Regions from separate parts of the Rattus norvegicus genome. Here region 1 is linked to region 2. Evidence: chromatin contacts called from public Hi-C data. All regions are on one chromosome and are shown on one strand. The core of a region is the stretch at or near the end of the contact, and the rest is flanking DNA. Distances in the headings are between cores, read along the strand shown. Region 1 overlaps Lmf1 (lipase maturation factor 1). Region 2 holds the start of Sox8 (SRY-box transcription factor 8).

The links. Hi-C and Micro-C count contacts between places; a contact is called where the count stands out from the background.
Region 1: a Hi-C map of Schwann cells shows a contact between it and region 2, with 4 times the contacts expected there. The contact joins the enhancer-like site here to the promoter of Sox8 in region 2. A contact is called at or near these places in 7 of 12 Hi-C or Micro-C datasets (Schwann cells, frontal cortex, hepatocytes and 3 more) and 1 of 1 datasets of contacts at active chromatin or transcription factors (oligodendrocytes).

The regions. Positions count from the first base shown.
Region 1 is chr10:15,135,177-15,138,522 of GRCr8, forward strand. All of the region lies in intron 3 of Lmf1 (lipase maturation factor 1), which reads left to right. Among named protein-coding and RNA genes, the nearest start is that of Lmf1, 35 kb to the left of the region's middle. Within about 2 kb of position 1,730, at least 43 of the 93 cell types and tissues checked have an H3K27ac peak or open chromatin away from gene starts, as enhancers often do. A contact at or near this core is called in Schwann cells, where this site is marked.
Region 2 is chr10:15,092,775-15,095,773 of GRCr8, forward strand. It overlaps Sox8 (SRY-box transcription factor 8), which reads right to left and starts at 1,571. Exons shown (of 3, transcript NM_001106989.1): 1 at 801-1,571. The coding sequence starts at 1,213. It also overlaps a transcript of Lmf1 not described here.

The sequences.
Region 1 (3,346 bases), core at 480-2,979, 43 kb after region 2:
TGAGCTTTCCCACCTGATGAGATAACAACCCACCAATAGGGCCTCCCAAAAGTTTCTGCCTGGTCCCTGCTCCCTGATCTTCCACACCTTCCCAGACTGTTGGGCCCTTGGCTAACTTGGCTGCACTCTGCCCTTGATTGGTCCCTGGCCTTGCATCCAGCCAGACAATGCCTGCCTCTCACCCACTACACATGCGCATCAAGTTGGTGATTCTGAGGGCCCCTTCCCCTATCTGTCACCTCAACCTGCCATTTTTCCTGGCTGCTTTAAGCATCAAACTCTCTAGCTTAGCTTCTAAGCCTCTGTTAGGGCTGAGGACACCTCTTTCCTGAGCCACCCGGCCAGACAGCCTCCCTGACCAGGGCAGCTCTCCTGTATAAAACTGCCTGGCCTCCTCTTGCTGGCTTCTTTTGTCCCTTCATTCCAACATTTGTCCTGCTAAGGCACAGACCGAGCCTCTGGGTGGATGCCTGGTGTCTTTCTTCTTTCTTTGATGCCAGTGAACAGAGGAGCCAGCACCATTCATTGGTTCTATGTGAGAAGAAGTAATGTGTAGCAAAGCAAGGGATAGGGCCCGGATAGGTCTCTCTGCCTCTGCTTCTCCACCAACTTGCAGTCTCTGGAGTCTAGAATCTTCTGTCTTATTGTCTCTGCCTTACATCTGCTTTTTCCTGCTTGTGTCCAGTCTCTGTAGATACCTGAGCCTCCCGGGCAGTGTAAGGGAGATGCCCAGGGGGAGCTCCTGGGTCTGGTGACCTTGGGCTGAGAACTAAATGGTCTCTGCTTCCATTTTCTCATACCATTTGTGACTGAATGGAGAAATTTAGTTCGGGGGAACCACATCTTTCCTGATGTGCGTACTCTTGTCACCCAGGCTGGAAAGAAGGTAGGATGGCTGCATGGCTAGCCTTGAGTGTGGGAAGCCACAGTGATCACTGTGAAGAGCAGGTGGGAAGGTGAGGCTGGCACACTCTGTCTCCTCAGACACACCATGGAGATGTAATCAAATTGCCTGGCCTGGTATTACCCACACTGTTCAGCATCTAGGCCATTCCCATATGTGCCAGGGAAGATTTGTGTTATAGCTATAGTGTTATTCTTGCTTCCCCTGGGGTCATCCTTTATTCTCCCTCTTCTTCTACCGGTCTCTTACTCTTGAGACATGCTCTCCCTAGGTTGTCCAAATGAGCCTAAGCTCACTCCAAAGCTGAGGGTGACTTGAATTCCTTATCCTCCGGCCTCCACCTCCAGAGTGCTGCAGTTACCAGTGTACTCGCAATGCTCAGTCTGTGGGTGTGGTGCTCCCAGTAAGCACTCTCCAGCAGCCGCTCCTCCCTGCGAATAGTTTCACACGTGTACTCTGGTGCATCTGATCTCATCTGTGGTATCCAGTGAGCATGACTGCTGAGCCAGCCAAGCCTTTTATGCCCACACCCCAAGAAACAGCTCCCAACAGAGAGCTTCTCTAAGCTGTGTTGAGAGGCTGTGTGGTACCATTCACTTCAGGATGTACAACTCCCAGGTACAACTGGTTCAGCGTACAGCTGTGTGACAGGAATTGAAAGGGGCAGACTGTGGAAGAGAAGGTTCTAGAACCAGCTGTCTGTCACCACAGGAAGGCAGTCCCCACAGTGCTGTCACTCAGGAACCCTTAGCTTCTGACAGCTGCCTGGCATGCCACTGGTGAGGCTGTGTCCCTGTTACCTGAAGCACAAAGGAGGCAAGAACAGCACTGTCCTCAGAGACCCGGACAGTAGGCAAGACCCTTTCTAGCTGCCCCAGTAGAGAAGACACAGCTCACAGCATAGGCAGTGGGAGGGAAGGGCTGTGGAGAAGGCAATTGCACAGATTGCGTTTGCTCAGTTATAGCCATCTGTCTCCTGTAGAAGGCGCCATCCCGACTCTGTCCACTGCATAAGAATTTGGTGCCCTGGGCAAGAATAGTTAACCACCCACTCACCCTCACTGGGCAAGAATAGTTAACCACCCACTCACCCTCACTGGGTCACTTGGCCCTGGCAATGTGCTGGTTATTTATTTTTCCTTGGGACTCATCTCCTGCCACGCTGAAGAGGAGAACAATGGCCTTCCTTGTGCACATGGTGCAGCTGCTGGGATACCACAGATCCAGGCAAAGACGACGAGCAGGTGGGAGTGCAGTAGCCCTTCCCTCCTGGGTGTCTGTCACAGGCTACAGCCACTAGGGCAGCCCTGGCTTCTGTCAGAAAGACCCCAGTGAGTCACAGCCTTTCCATGAACTAGGGCAAGGCAGAGACTTAAGTAGGAAACAGCTCCTTGGGCCCCGGCTCAGCGATGTTTATCCAAATAGGACAGGATGTCCCACACCCTCTGAAGGCCATGGGTTAGGGGGGACCCTCACGCACACCCTCCTTCCTGTTATAGACAGCTTGTCTTTTGTCACCCTGCCCTACCCTGTCACGCACCCCACCCCCAGCCCTGTCACCCTGCCTCTCGGCACTGGCATGCATCTCTGGGTTCTGCCATTGTATATCAATCACTTTGAACAGTGTCACTCACTGCAGTGCGTGTTAAAATTCCATTCCTATGTCTGCAGATCGAGGTGGCAATTAGGCAGGCTCTAAGCTCTGGGGAATGTGTCCCCTAAAAGCTCTGAGACTGTATGTGGCATCTGTCACGGTGCCAGTTCTACCCTGCCCCAGGGCTAGCAAAGGGGTTCCGGCAAGGGGTGGGCAGCTTGGTGGGTGTGGCGCAAACTGGCATTCTGCTTGCTGGTGAACTCTGTGGCTCCAGATTTGCTGTCTGGACTTCTGAAGCAGTAGAGGAGGGGATTGGGGGACATAATCTTTAAGGTTCTTCCTCAAAAATAGTCACTGCTAGTGGCTTTACTAGAGTCTACCAGATACTTCTCTACATGGATATTACCAGCTATGTGATCCACAGACACTACCAGCCATGAAACCCCATGGAGTATCAAGCACAGCCATGTGAAACGTATCCCAAACTAATGCAAACCATCCCAGAAAAAGACCAGAGGGATCATTGTGCAAGGGGACTGCCGATGTGAAAAGGAGGACCATCGGGGAGTATTTGTTATTACCAGCAGGACGGGATTCAGTCATGCAAGGTGCAGAGGGACACAAGCTCCTTCCCTGGGCACAGACAGCAGCAGAAGCAGCCAGGCTAAGGGTACCCAGAAGCCATCCCTCTGGGTTCTTTTTCCTTTGGTGACACTTCACAAATGCTCAGTCCTGGAGTAGTGCCAAGAGCAGGAAAGCTTGTCACAAGCGGCCCAGCTCCACATGACGCATGTGGCTCTCCAGCTTAGCAAATCCAGCTGCTGTGGTCACAGCTCAGCTTCAGCACC
Region 2 (2,999 bases), core at 321-2,820:
CCCCCCCCCCAATTCCTAAAGTACCCCTTTGGAACCCTATTTGCTCATCTACCCGACTCCAGTCTTTCTCTAGGAGGACAGGGTGAAAACTATACTACTTCAACAAAGGTAAGGCTTTCTGGGAGGTGATGGGGAAACTCCAGGAGACTGTCCTCCGAGCACACACCCACCCTAAGAATCTCTCAACCTTACACCTCAAGTTGCCGGCAAAGTTGAGAGGGCAAGACAACCTCGACCTAGCTGTCCTGCTCAACCCAGTGTTGCCAACACACACTGTTGCAAACTCAAGCAGAGGCAGCTTGGGAGGTTGGAGTGTGCTGCTGTCTTCAATATTGCCTGCCTTTCTTGGGCCAGAGTGCCCACTGAGTGCCCTCTGTCACTTTCACCTGCTCTTTCCTTCCTTAATTCCAGGTTGCTGTGGCCTGGGAACAGTACCTGCCAATGGACTAGGTCTCCTCACGGATCTGGGAGTCCCAGCTTCTGCCCAGGACAAAGCATCTTGATGCCTGCCCATATGCCTACAGACCGTGGTGGGCCAGTCAAAGCTGGGATCCCCAGTTCTGCGGTTTGCAGCAGGATATCCCAGGAGAGGAGAAAGGACTGGAGGGTCATACTCCAGGCACTGGCCTCACTCCATCTCCAAAGTCCCACACGTGGTCTCTGTTGACTAGAAGGTGTTTTTCCACCAGACCCACCCTGGAACCAGCCCAGGAGCACAGCACAAACTTGGGCACGACGCCACCTCTTTCAGCCCCTACACTCTTTCCCTCAGCCAGAGTGTCAAGAGTCCCCACACTCACCGCCACAGCTTGCCCAGGGTCTTGCTGAGCTCTGCGTTATGGAGATGCGGGTACTGGTCCGCCAGCTTGCGGCGCGCCGCCTGTGCCCACACCATGAAGGCATTCATGGGCCGCTTCACGTGTGGCTTGGCCTTGAGTGTGCCGCCACCGCCGCCGCGCACCGGCATAGGCACCAGACTCCAGTCATAGCCCTTAAGCACCTGCGACACGGCATCACGGATGCAGGCTGGGAAGCGTTCGTCTGCTGCCTCAGCGGTATCCCCTCGGCCGCCGCCCCCCGCGCGGCCCAAGCCCTCTGATCCCGCGGGCGACGGTGGCGCGTCGGAGTCTGAATCCTCCACGTGTGACATGGAGCTAGCAGTGCCAGACGGGCTGCAGGGCGGCTGGGCGCGGGCCTCACTCATGTCCAGCATCGGGGCCACGCGCGGAGAAGCGCTCAGTGGGGATGGACGCAGGGGTCGCGCCCGGTCACTCTGTGGACGGACACTCTGGAATCCAAGGTTGCCACGCAGGGCCCAATCTTTGTCCTCACCGCAGGAGCCCAGCAACCGCTCCTCTGCCGCTGCAGCTCAGTCTCAGTTCTGGGACCCGCAACAAGTTTCTTTAAAACGCGGCCGAAACCCCGCCCCTCCGGGTCCGGGTTGGCAGGCGCGTCCTCCCCGAGGCGGAGTTTGTTTGCCCCGCCCCTAATCCAAAGAAGACTGCGGACCCCGCCCCACCCTCCGCACCACGTGGGCCAGGCGCCCCGCAGCCTGATTCCTCAACTGAGGCAAGGTCAGAGGGCTAAGGGTGACTGACTGCCCAGTGCGTGCATCTCTGCAGCGTGGCTTGACTTTCGGGCGGCAGGCGAGGATGCTAATCCGCAAGGTTCCTGAGCCCAACATCTCTCCCTCCATTGTGGGGCTCGAAACCGCTATTGCAACCAAATCTGGGCTCTGCCCGCAGGGTGGCGCAATGACAAGAGCCACCCAGGTGACCCTGGTAACTCGCGCACCTAGGTGAGCTGGAGGACCCCGGGGCTAGACAGAGGTGGGAGGGCGGGGGCGCTGGGCGGGGCTGCTCTGGCAGCCGCTGCTGAGTCCCTGGGGCGGTCAAGCGGATGGCGGGGCCGGACGCGGGGGCCCGGGTCCTTCCGGGTATGACCTGTTGCGGGGGCGCGGAGGTCCTGGCGGGCGGGCCTGGGTGGTCTGGCGGAGGCGGAAGCCACGCTGGGCCGCATCTCCTCAGCGCCTAGAAAGAAGGCGGAGAGTGCTCAGGGTCGGAGAGGGGACGTTTCTCCCGAGGCCAACGCCAAGCCGGGACTCCGAGCCGCGCCCAAGGTCGCCCCCGCGAACTGGCTCCCAGCCCGGAGGTCTCCAAGTGCAGCTAGGAGTCTCTCGCCAAACTCAATGGAAACGATGTACCTGCCACCCTAAGCTTGTCTGAGTAGCATCGAGATGTGGCTCGAGAGAGCCCGGTAACCCTAAACGAGGCCACCTGTTTCCCAAGCCAGTGGAGGCGGCTGCAGGGGAAAACTGTGGTCTCTAATAATCCCCAACTCCAGCCAAGCCATGAGTGGTGCCCTAATCTCCAGATCTGGGATCCTAGCCTCCAGTCAGACTTTCCCAGCAGACCTGGAAAAGGCCAGTCCAGTGCCTTAGGGCAACTACAGCTCTTGATAGGAGGTCCAAGTCCCAGCTTCCTGCTAAGGGGACAGCTAAGGAAGAGAAACTGCCTTAATGGTGACCTTATTCTAGTTGCTTGCTCTCTCTTCTCTCAGTATCAGTCTCTCTCTCTCTCTCTCTCTCTCTCTCTCTCTCTCTCTCTCTCTCTCTCTCTCTCTCTGTGTGTGTGTGTGTGTGTGTGTGTGGTGAGTGGATGGAGAGCTAGCTGCTGTCTTGCTGAACTTTGCCCTTGTTTTAACCACCTGCCAAGACCCTCCCCTGTACATTTGCAATAGCAGTTCTTTCCCTTGGGGATCCCTCCACTCAGGGTCCCACCTCTTGGAAAGGCAGTGTCTTAGAGGCATAAAGGCCCTGCTGTCTAGTGCACTGTCATAGCACCATCCATACCAGCAAAAGAAGTCTTAAGTGGCAGAGCTGAGGCTGGAGACCAGGCCCACATCATGGTCCTCTCAGGACCTGACCCCTAAAGGTCTCAGGTTCCAACCCTCTGTGCCTCCTTGGCTCCATGCTCTGAGACCTGCAGGCCTTAACAGAG